Linked DNA regions of Mus musculus: region 2 is linked to region 1. Evidence: chromatin contacts called from public Hi-C data. All regions are on one chromosome and are shown on one strand. The core of a region is the stretch at or near the end of the contact, and the rest is flanking DNA. Distances in the headings are between cores, read along the strand shown.

Region 1 (4,568 bases), core at 1,179-3,678:
GGACTTGTTAGAACAGGTTACTGGGCCCTGCTCCCAGAATTTCTAATTCAGAACGACTTCTTTGGGCCTGAAACTGTTTCCCACAAGTTTCCAGGTTGATTGTGGTGATGAAGGTCCAAGGACCACATGCTGGGCAGCATGGCTTTAAAAACTGTATTTTGAGAACATGTATGATACAATGATACAATGTCCAAGGCACACTTTAAGGCAGGGTAGAAGAAGGAACATAGGCAGGGACAGAAAGAGACGACTGTGTGTGAATTATTCCCCTTGGAGCTAGATGGCAGGTGCATAAGGGGTCACTGCTAGTCTTCTATCTTCTTTTACACTTGAAGCTACTGTTTAAAGTTGATTTAGGTCTGTAACCCCAGCTAATGCAGGGAGGTCTTGAGTTCAAAGCTGGCTGGGAAAACTGTGGCAACCCTGTATCTAAATAAAAAATAAAAACCAACTGGGGATATGGTTTGGTGCACTATGGCAAAGGTATGCTACTATGATACACACAATGCTACTACAACACACACACACACATCACATACATATCACACACCACACACACATCACACACACAGATATATATATCCACCACATACACGTTGCCTCTCACACATACCACATACATATACACCCACCACATCCACATCACGCGCACATTGTTCCACACACATACACACCCACCTCACAATCACATACACATATTGTACACACACATTTTACATACACATCACATATGCACATGCATGACACAGACATATACATATAATACTCATCACACACACCTATATACACACACATACACAGAAATCACACAGATATACACACATTTTATATATACACACACACATTTTACACAATATACATCACATACATACACACCCACTGCAGACACACACATGCATCACATGCATTTTATACACACACACATAAATAAATAACAAACAGTTCCAGGGCTATCTAGCTCAGTGGTAGAGCACTTGAGCACTATGCATTCAAGATCCATGGTTTGGGTTTATTTCGCTAAGCAATGTTTGTTTTTTTGGTTTTTTTTGGTTTTTTTTTCTGTAACTCAGGCTGCCCCAAATTCACAACCTCCTGTATTAGCCTCCTGAATGCTAGGAATTGTAGGAGTGAGTTTGTGCTACCTGGCCCAGCCTAAACATCCATATTTGGTGTGAGGTTAACTGAAGCTGTTCTTAAACTTCAGTGATGGAATTAGGGGGCCTAGATGACCAAACCCAACAAGATCTCTTCTTAACTTAAAAGTAAAAAAAAAAAAAAAAAGGTCTCAAAAATTATGAAATAGGCAAGAAACAGCCCCCCCCCCTTCCAGTGGTCAGGGTGGGGAGCCTACAGAGCTTAACACACCTCAGAGGATTGTTCTGTGCCCTTGCCACTGAATGTCACCAGCACACTCACATGTGCCTGGGGCTAGCCACAGAGCCCGTGCACGAGGGGGTGGGTGGGTCGGATGTTCAGCAGGACACACAGACTTTCTCTTTAGACTGCTTATCTTGATGGGGGAGATAAACGTGAGTTGGGTGATTATATATATTTAAATCAATATGGCGTAGAAGCTCTGAAAAGTAGGCTCTTTGACTTTCTGGGAACATATCAGGAATTGGTTCTAAGTAGTAGGGACATAGCATCCTTAAGAATTTGAACTGAGATAAAATAATCTAAAATATTGGTAGGGATTTCTCAGGCCAAGGGATGGGGTTTGTGGCACTGGGGGTGGGGGGTGGGGCAGCCTGAGAGGGTGATATGGAGAGGTAGTCTGGTGACCAGGGCCATACAGAGGCACAGAGAGAAACTTACAACAGCTGAGAATCCAGAGATCAAACCGGACAATAACCATGACTGTGAAGCTGGGCAGATGCTGTCTCTGTGGGGTCTTGAGGGCAGCCCTCCCCCACTCCTACCCCAGCAAAGCCGAAAGCCATTACAGGGCTTACACAGAGATGCATAATTAAGTTTGTGTTTTACCATTAAATTGGCTAATGGAGCATACTGGCTGGAGCAAGGAGGAATGCTAGCTCTCCAGACAGAAGGCTCTGCTGGCAGCACAGGATGCTGGCAAATACATTCTAGGGCGGGGCCTGTGAAACATCACTGTCACTTCCTGCCACTGAACAAGCACACACCCTTTCTGTGGCTTCCTAAAGATTTCTACAAGCATTAAGGAGTCTAACTAAACTCTAACCTAAGCGCTCTATCCTAACCCGCCCCCCTCCGCATCCCCCCTTTTTATGCCTTCTAGGGAAATGCCACGATGAGGTTGAGTTTGACCCTGTGAGTTTGGGAACACAAACATACCGGAGTCTGCAAACATCAAAAGCTTCCTAAGTGGAGCGGAGATGCATGGGGGAGGGAGAGGAAATGCGGAGAAGCATTTGACTCTTTGGAGGGGAGGAGGGATGGGAGAGAGGAGGACAACTTCTCTGCACAGGCTTGGTATCACTCTCCCTCGTCCGGAAGTCCTTTTGCCCTGTAAGATACAGCCCTGGAAAGAGTCTGAAATAAGGAGCAGCTCTAAGTGGGGAAAGATCGAGAGCTTCGGGGAGATGGTGCAAGCGCTGGTGAGGGAGGGATGGGGAATTTTAGCCTTGATAGCTAGCTGAAAGACAGTTTTTTGTTTTTTAAGGAAGATAATGCTGAGTATTGCTTAAAACCGTTTTTGTTTGTTTCTTTATTGGTTGTTTGGTTGTTTTTTTTGTTTTTGTTTTTGTTTTTGTTTTTTTTCAAGACAGTTTCTCTGGGTAGCCCAGCCGGTCCTGGAACTTGCTCTGTAGACCAGGCTAGCCTCGAACTCAGAGATCCACTTGCTTCTGCCTCCTGAAATGTGGGATTAAAGGCAGGATTGAATGTGGGATTCAGGAGCTGGCCCCACTCCTCATCTGGGCAAAGCAGGATCGAGCGCTGGCCCCTGGAACCCAGGCCCAGGATTGCTGGCTGGCAACTTCTACCCAGGCCCAGATCCAAGGCTCTGAGTTGTCCCACCCCAACATCTTCTTCATCTATGAACTGTTGGAGCATGCTCAAAAGGCTGATTCAATAGAACCAAAGCTTTAGGATCACCATGACACAGGATAACAACAGGATATCCTAGAGGAGTCCCCATGAAGATCCAATATTGAGAGGATAGCACAAGCCAGAGGCCTTGAACCAGACCAATGACTCACTGCAGTGAACCTTTGCAAGTAAAAATGTGTGGACGAAAGGGTACACTGTGGGACACACTGTAGCTTCCATGGCGAGATGGTTTTTATTTTTATTTTTTGTTTTCTTTTGAGGGAAGCTGAAGTGGTGGAAGGCAGATGCGAAGGGGCAGGAAGATGAGTGGAATTGGGGTGCATGATGTGAAATTATGCAGAATCAATAAAAAGTTATTTTAAGCAGATATAGAGCCAGGTATACGTGATCAATAGTCCCAGCACGTGCGAGACTGAGACAGGGAGGTTTACAATTTGGAGCTACCCAGGACAACATAGTGAGGCTCTGTCTAAATGAATAAATAGCCAGTGTGCTTAGGCATGCCCCCACAGTCTCTCAAGTTCATTCTCTCCTGTATGTAGTGAATTTGAGGCCAGTATAGGTTGCATGAAACATTGTTTCGATGACAGTATAGGTTGCATGAAACATTGTTTCGATGACAACAACAACAATAAAAGTACATACAAAGCTGTACACACTACTCCAGAGAGACAGGAGAATGACTTGAGCCCAAGAGTTCAAGACCAACCTGGTCAACATAACAAGACTTTATCTCAACATAACCAGAAAAATAAGTGTGTTAGTTTGAATATGCTTAGCACAGAGCGCGCTGTATTAGGAGGTGTGGCCTTGTTGAAGAAAGTAGGTTACTATGAGGATGGTCAATGAGACCCTCCTACTAACCACGTGAGAGCCAGTCTTCTCCTAGTGGCCTTCAGATGAAGCTGTAGAACTCTCAGCTCCTCCTGCACCATGCCTGCCTGGATGCTGCCATGTTCCCTCCTTAATGATAATGGATTGAACCTCTGAACCTGTAAGATAGCCCCAATTAAATGTTGTTCTTATGAGAGTTGCCTTGGTCATGGTGTCTGTTCACAGCAGTCAAACCCTAACTAAGACAATAAGTAAACACAAACAAACATGCAATCAGGTAAAAGCATATACAATTCTTGAGCTATGAAATAAAATGTTTCAATAATAGAGCAGAGGGGACTAGTCTGGTAGTCAGGAAGGGGCTGAAAAATAAATAAATTTTTAAAAAGAATAAAAATCCAACACATTTCCAAGTGCCTTCATTCTAAGGCAGGTGTAGAGTGATTTAACAACAGAAAACAAAGCCCTTGGTTAATGCCTGGTTACTTCAGGTTATTGTGTTATTTTTTGTTTCTTAGGAAGGTCTGGCAAAGCAACCAGGCCTGGCCTCAAATGTTCTCTCCTGCCTCTACTCCCCAAGCTGTAGGGCCACAATATTTCACCAGCACAAGGAAGCTACCACTTTTATGTAGGATTCGGATCAAGGGAACTTCATGCCAATGGAAACTGGACTGGAGGGGATAGTTAGCTCTCTTTCTAGTCAT
Region 2 (4,789 bases), core at 2,073-4,572, 1.5 Mb before region 1:
CTTTCTTATTGTAAACACAGCTTCTGGCTCTGCCCCCAAAGTGTGTTGTGTAAGTCCATGTAACAGATTTCTAGGTTTCTACTTCTTTATGTATTAACAGAGAGGCTGGGGATGGGGTTGAGGGGGAGGGGGCTCTTATCCTTGCATTTTTAGTAAAACATTTCTACTTGGTTCTCCAAAATCTTTTGCCTACTGTGTGAAGAACTAAGGTGCTTCCGAGGTTCTGCTGCAGAATTGAAATACTGAGGAAAGGCTCGTACTACAGATATGTGTAGCCAAAGCCGCGGTGCTCTCAGTGCTGCCAGGGCTGGCTTACAGTCACTCTAGGAGCTTGAGCTATTTTGTTCCATGGCTTATTAAGCCGGGCTTAGAGTACTGTCAATAATCAAATTCACTATGTATATCTTTAAGTGTTCCCCAAGAAGTAAAGCCAAACCTTAGGGAAAAGAGAGACCAAAATAATAATAATAGTAATAATAATAATAATAATAATAAATATGGAATATCACAAACCCGAAGTCCAGGGTATTTCTGTCCACAAAGGAAATTAACACACCTGAAAAGGATTTTTACTATTATGCATCTATTTCCTAAAGGATCTCCAGACATGGCTTCCTCCTACAGTTGACTGCCAAGACGATTTGCTAATTCCTGTCCCTCAACCAGCCCACCAGCATTTCCTGTTGCAAATTAGTGTTCCAAGCATTTGAGCCTGATCCTAAACACATCCAGACTCTGGGGGGCTCCAAGCTTCCTGCTCCACTGCCTGAGGCAAAGGGCAGCTCACCCTGGTACCAGAATGCGACCCTGTAAGTATGGTCCGGGTGGTGCCTGAGCCAGGAAGGTGGCAAAGTCAAAAAGACCAGAGAAAGAATGCCACTGCTTTCTTCTAGAGGAGACTGTTTCATTGAGGGATAGCTGAGTGTCATAGACAGGAGCAGGAGGGCAGAATGCTAGGGTGACAGGCACAGATATCAGGATCAACCCAGGAAGGCAGGTCAGAAAGCTTGCAATGCAGCTTTGGTCAAGATTAAAGGGAGAAATGGTCTGAAGGGAATGGACATAGTAGTTAACACTTACGTTGTGCCTTCTATCCTTGTAGAAGGTAAGGAGTATTGTATAGAAGTTCTGGCTCTGCCCCCCTCACTTCATTGCCACAATATACAAGCACATCCTTTTATATGCTTATGACCCAGGTCTCTGATCTTCTGAGGCTCAGTCTAAGAGCAATGGTTCTCAACCTTCTTCATGCTGCGATCCTTTAATTTAGTTTCTCATGTTGTGGTGACCCCTCCCCCCCCCAAATTATGTTAGTTGCCACCTCATAACTATAGTCTTGTTATTGTTATGAATTGTAATGTAAATATGTTTTTTTCCAACGGTCTTAGGCAGCCCTATAAAAGGGTCCTTTGTCTCCTCAAAGGGGTCGTGACCCACAGTTGAGAACCACATGTCTATGCCTCTGTCACATACTAAAAGCTTTGGGATTATCTTTTTTTCATATTTTTAGGGGAAGAGGGAAGGAAAGAAAAAGGAGGAAGAGCAGAAGGAAAAGAAGGAAAGAGTCAGGGCAAAAGGAAAGGAGAGAAGAAAAACAATCCCACTATTAAGTGTACGTACTAGTAGGATTTTTTAAAAAGACAAAACAAAGCGAAAAACCAAAATAAAACAAAAACTAAACCAAATGACCCAAGTTCTAGATATATGATATCCTTTGATAACACACAGCCCAAATCCCTCTATGGGTACTTAGCTCTCTCTCTTTCTGCTCTCACAGGAAAGACAGGCTAGATGTACATGTTCCACACGCTGCTCTCTCTATTATGCATGTATAATGTATATTTTGGAGAGAGATGCTGTTTATCGCGTCTTCCTTTTCAAAAGGAACTCAGTCTTTGGATGAGGAGCGAGCTCCCTTCCCGCATGCGTGTGCCTGTTTCTCTGCTGCCAGTGCATCTGACAGGGAACTTTCACATGATGCAATTTATTAAACCCATGCTTTCTGCCAGATTCTGCTTTAGTGCAAATGCCCTTTTGTTTCCGAGGCTCACATTTCCCAGGCTCAGAAGGGATTCTTTCTGGTGTGACTGGGAGATACGGATCTGAAAAGCAGGTCAGCAAAAGATCCCATGGACTTGGGAAGCTGCCAATCAATGCTGTAAAATAAAGCATGTGGCCCGGGGCTGCTGATATCATCAAACCCATGCTATCTCCTTCTCTTAGTGCTAGGGGAGGTGAGGGTGGAGCCTGCCTACAATCGGTAGAGGCAAAGAAAAAGGATTAGGTTAAATGGGAAATTTCTAAGAGTCACATTTCGCCATTTAAAAAAAAAAAAAATGTTTTCAAAGTCTGCCTAACTCCAAGACCTTTTCCAGACTAGGTGGCCTTTGAATTCAGCGTGAGGTGATGTTCTTAGGACTGCCTCTGGAAGCTGACATCACACAGCCTAGCGCGGACCCTTTCCAAACCTTCAACTTTTGTCAGTTTTTTTCAGTCAGACACTCAAAAGCTCTGAATAGTGTGTGTGTGTGTGTGTGTGTCTGTGTGTGTGTGTGTCTGTGTGTGTGTGTGTGTGTCTGTGTGTGTGTGTGTGTCTGTGTGTGTGTGTGTGTGTGTGTGTGTCTGTGTGTGTGTGTCTGTGTGTGTCTGTGTGTGTGTGTGTGTGTGTGTGTGTGTGTGGTGGAAAGTGTGGGGAGGAGAGGTTTACTTTGCAGTAGCTCTTTTGAAGTGTTTAATTCCTCTCTTGTAATCTGTGTGTGGACACACAGTGTAAGCTATCAGTTTGGGTTCAGCAATTCTGTTCTCATTGGCTGATGTTTTCCCCTGTGGCTCGGGGCTTCTGTCCAGCAGCTGGGTGGCAAAGTTTGTTTTATCTGGATTCAGAAATGTTAACAAATTAAAATCATATTCTCTCTCTGTTTTCTCTGTCTCTCTCCCTCCCTCTCTCCCTCTTTCTCTCTCCCTCTTCCTCCCTTAGTCCCTCCTTATCTCTCCTTAATGCTCTCATTTAGGTTGAAGGAGCCCCTGCAGCTGTGTGTGTGTGTGTGTGTGTGTGTGTGTGTGTGTGTGTGTGTGTGTGTGTGCATGCTCAGGGGAGCACTGTGTGTCTGCTTTTCTTCTTCTTTTTGAAAATACAGGAAATGCACAAAAGAAAGACAGTTCGGTTGGAGCCACTGCTTCCCCTCAGCGCCTTTCCCTCCCCGCCCCCACTCCCCAGCACCGGCTTTTAATTTTCAAAAGCACTGCAATTGCTTGGTGTGGTTTCAAGAGCTGGGGTGCCATTCTCCCTGATGATGACTCTGCTGACGTCAATGGCATTCTTATCGTGCCGAGTGCGACATCAGAAACCAGCCCTCAGAGGCTCCTCTTATTCACAGCGTCTGGGCTCTCAGCAAAACGCGGACCGGATTTCAGCAAGGCAAGGCTCCTTCGTTCCAGCAAGCCAGAGTTGTGCTCTGCAAAGCAGCCGCCTTAGTCTGTGGCTTGTCAGTTAGGATCCTGTCCTCTAGTGTCCTCTCCTTCAAGGACCCAAAGGGGACAAGATTGCTGAGTAGAATGTAGACCTCCCTCAGCTTGCAGATCCGTGTTCCGTGCTTCTGATCCCAGGATGGAAGCCAGCCAACCCTGCTCCTGGTCTGTCTTTAGGGTTCACTAAAGCTTTTGATAGAAGATTATTTTCTTATACTGTGTTGCAGGCTCAGTCCTTGAAGTGATCTTGGTTTTTACTCTCTGAATCAGAACCATATTGACTTCATACTGCAGTGAACACCTTTTCCTTCCTTTTCATAAACATTTTGTTTAAGAAATAAGATTGTGGGGATGAAGAAAATAACCATAGCTCAGTATAAAACGGTATCACTGTGAACTGAACATTTTACTGTCAGTGTAACTGTTGGAGAAATCTCACTGACGTGCTCAACTTTCAAGGGACGCACTAGGTTCTAAGTTCAAGTTCGTTATTCATTTCCTCCCCGGGAGCTGCGGACTGCTATTATGCTGCTAAAGAAACAGCCTCTGTTTGCAGTCAAGTTTATTAGGGTTCAACTCTACCTTCAGATTTCAGATTTGGCTATAGCTCAACTGGAAGGCTGTAAAGACCCAAGGACACTTAGCATGGCAGGATGGTGAACACCTAATCTAAGCAGGCATTGCCTGTCTGACATCAATACAGATGAATCAAATGTTGGTACAATCACTTCTCTAAGATTGCCAAACTGCCTATAACCAACTTAGTAGGAGCAACTGTTCAGAAGAAACTCTGTTTAACACCTCAAGGTAGAGCTATTAGTTCTGTGTAGAAATATTTAGAATCCTGACACTGAAGGATGCCAGCCTGTACTTCACTCAACCCTTCTGCATTCATATGAGGTACTGAAGCCCAAAGACGGTTGTATGGTGTATTCAAGATCACACAGTCATTACCCCCACAAGACTGATAAAAAACTAATGCTCACACTGTCATGGTATTCCAGTGCTGATCTTTTAAAATAAAATAAATGTTATTTTTAAGCTTGTTTTCTTTCTTTCCTTCTGTATTTCGTGTGTGTGTGTGTTGTGTGTGTGTGATGAAGGTGGGGGAGACAGTTGGTAAACTGACTGTGGGCTAGAGGATCTGAGTTAAATCTGCAAAAGCCATGTTAAAATTCAAGGTGTGGTAGCATCTGTTTGTGCTTGCAATCCTAGCTTAGGGGAGATAAAGACAGGAAGGTACTTGGGGCTCCACGGCTAGCCAGTCTCCCTTTGTTGATGAACTCCAGACCAAAAGGAGACACTGCCCCCAAAGGAATTG

Evidence for each region. Hi-C and Micro-C count contacts between places; a contact is called where the count stands out from the background.
Region 2: a contact with region 1 is called in a Hi-C map of CD8 T cells, with 3 times the contacts expected there. The contact joins two enhancer-like sites. A contact is called at or near these places in 2 of 484 Hi-C or Micro-C datasets (CD4 T cells and CD8 T cells).

What each region holds. Positions count from the first base shown.
Region 1 is chr13:108,295,306-108,299,873 of GRCm38.p6, reverse strand. No RefSeq gene overlaps it. Among named protein-coding and RNA genes, the nearest start is that of Depdc1b, 19 kb to the left of the region's middle. Within about 2 kb of position 2,428, at least 227 of the 459 cell types and tissues checked have an H3K27ac peak or open chromatin away from gene starts, as enhancers often do. A contact at or near this core is called in CD8 T cells, where this site is marked.
Region 2 is chr13:109,821,119-109,825,907 of GRCm38.p6, reverse strand. All of the region lies in intron 7 of Pde4d (phosphodiesterase 4D, cAMP specific), which reads right to left. Among named protein-coding and RNA genes, the nearest start is that of Mir1904, 80 kb to the left of the region's middle. Within about 2 kb of position 3,322, at least 402 of the 459 cell types and tissues checked have an H3K27ac peak or open chromatin away from gene starts, as enhancers often do. A contact at or near this core is called in CD8 T cells, where this site is marked.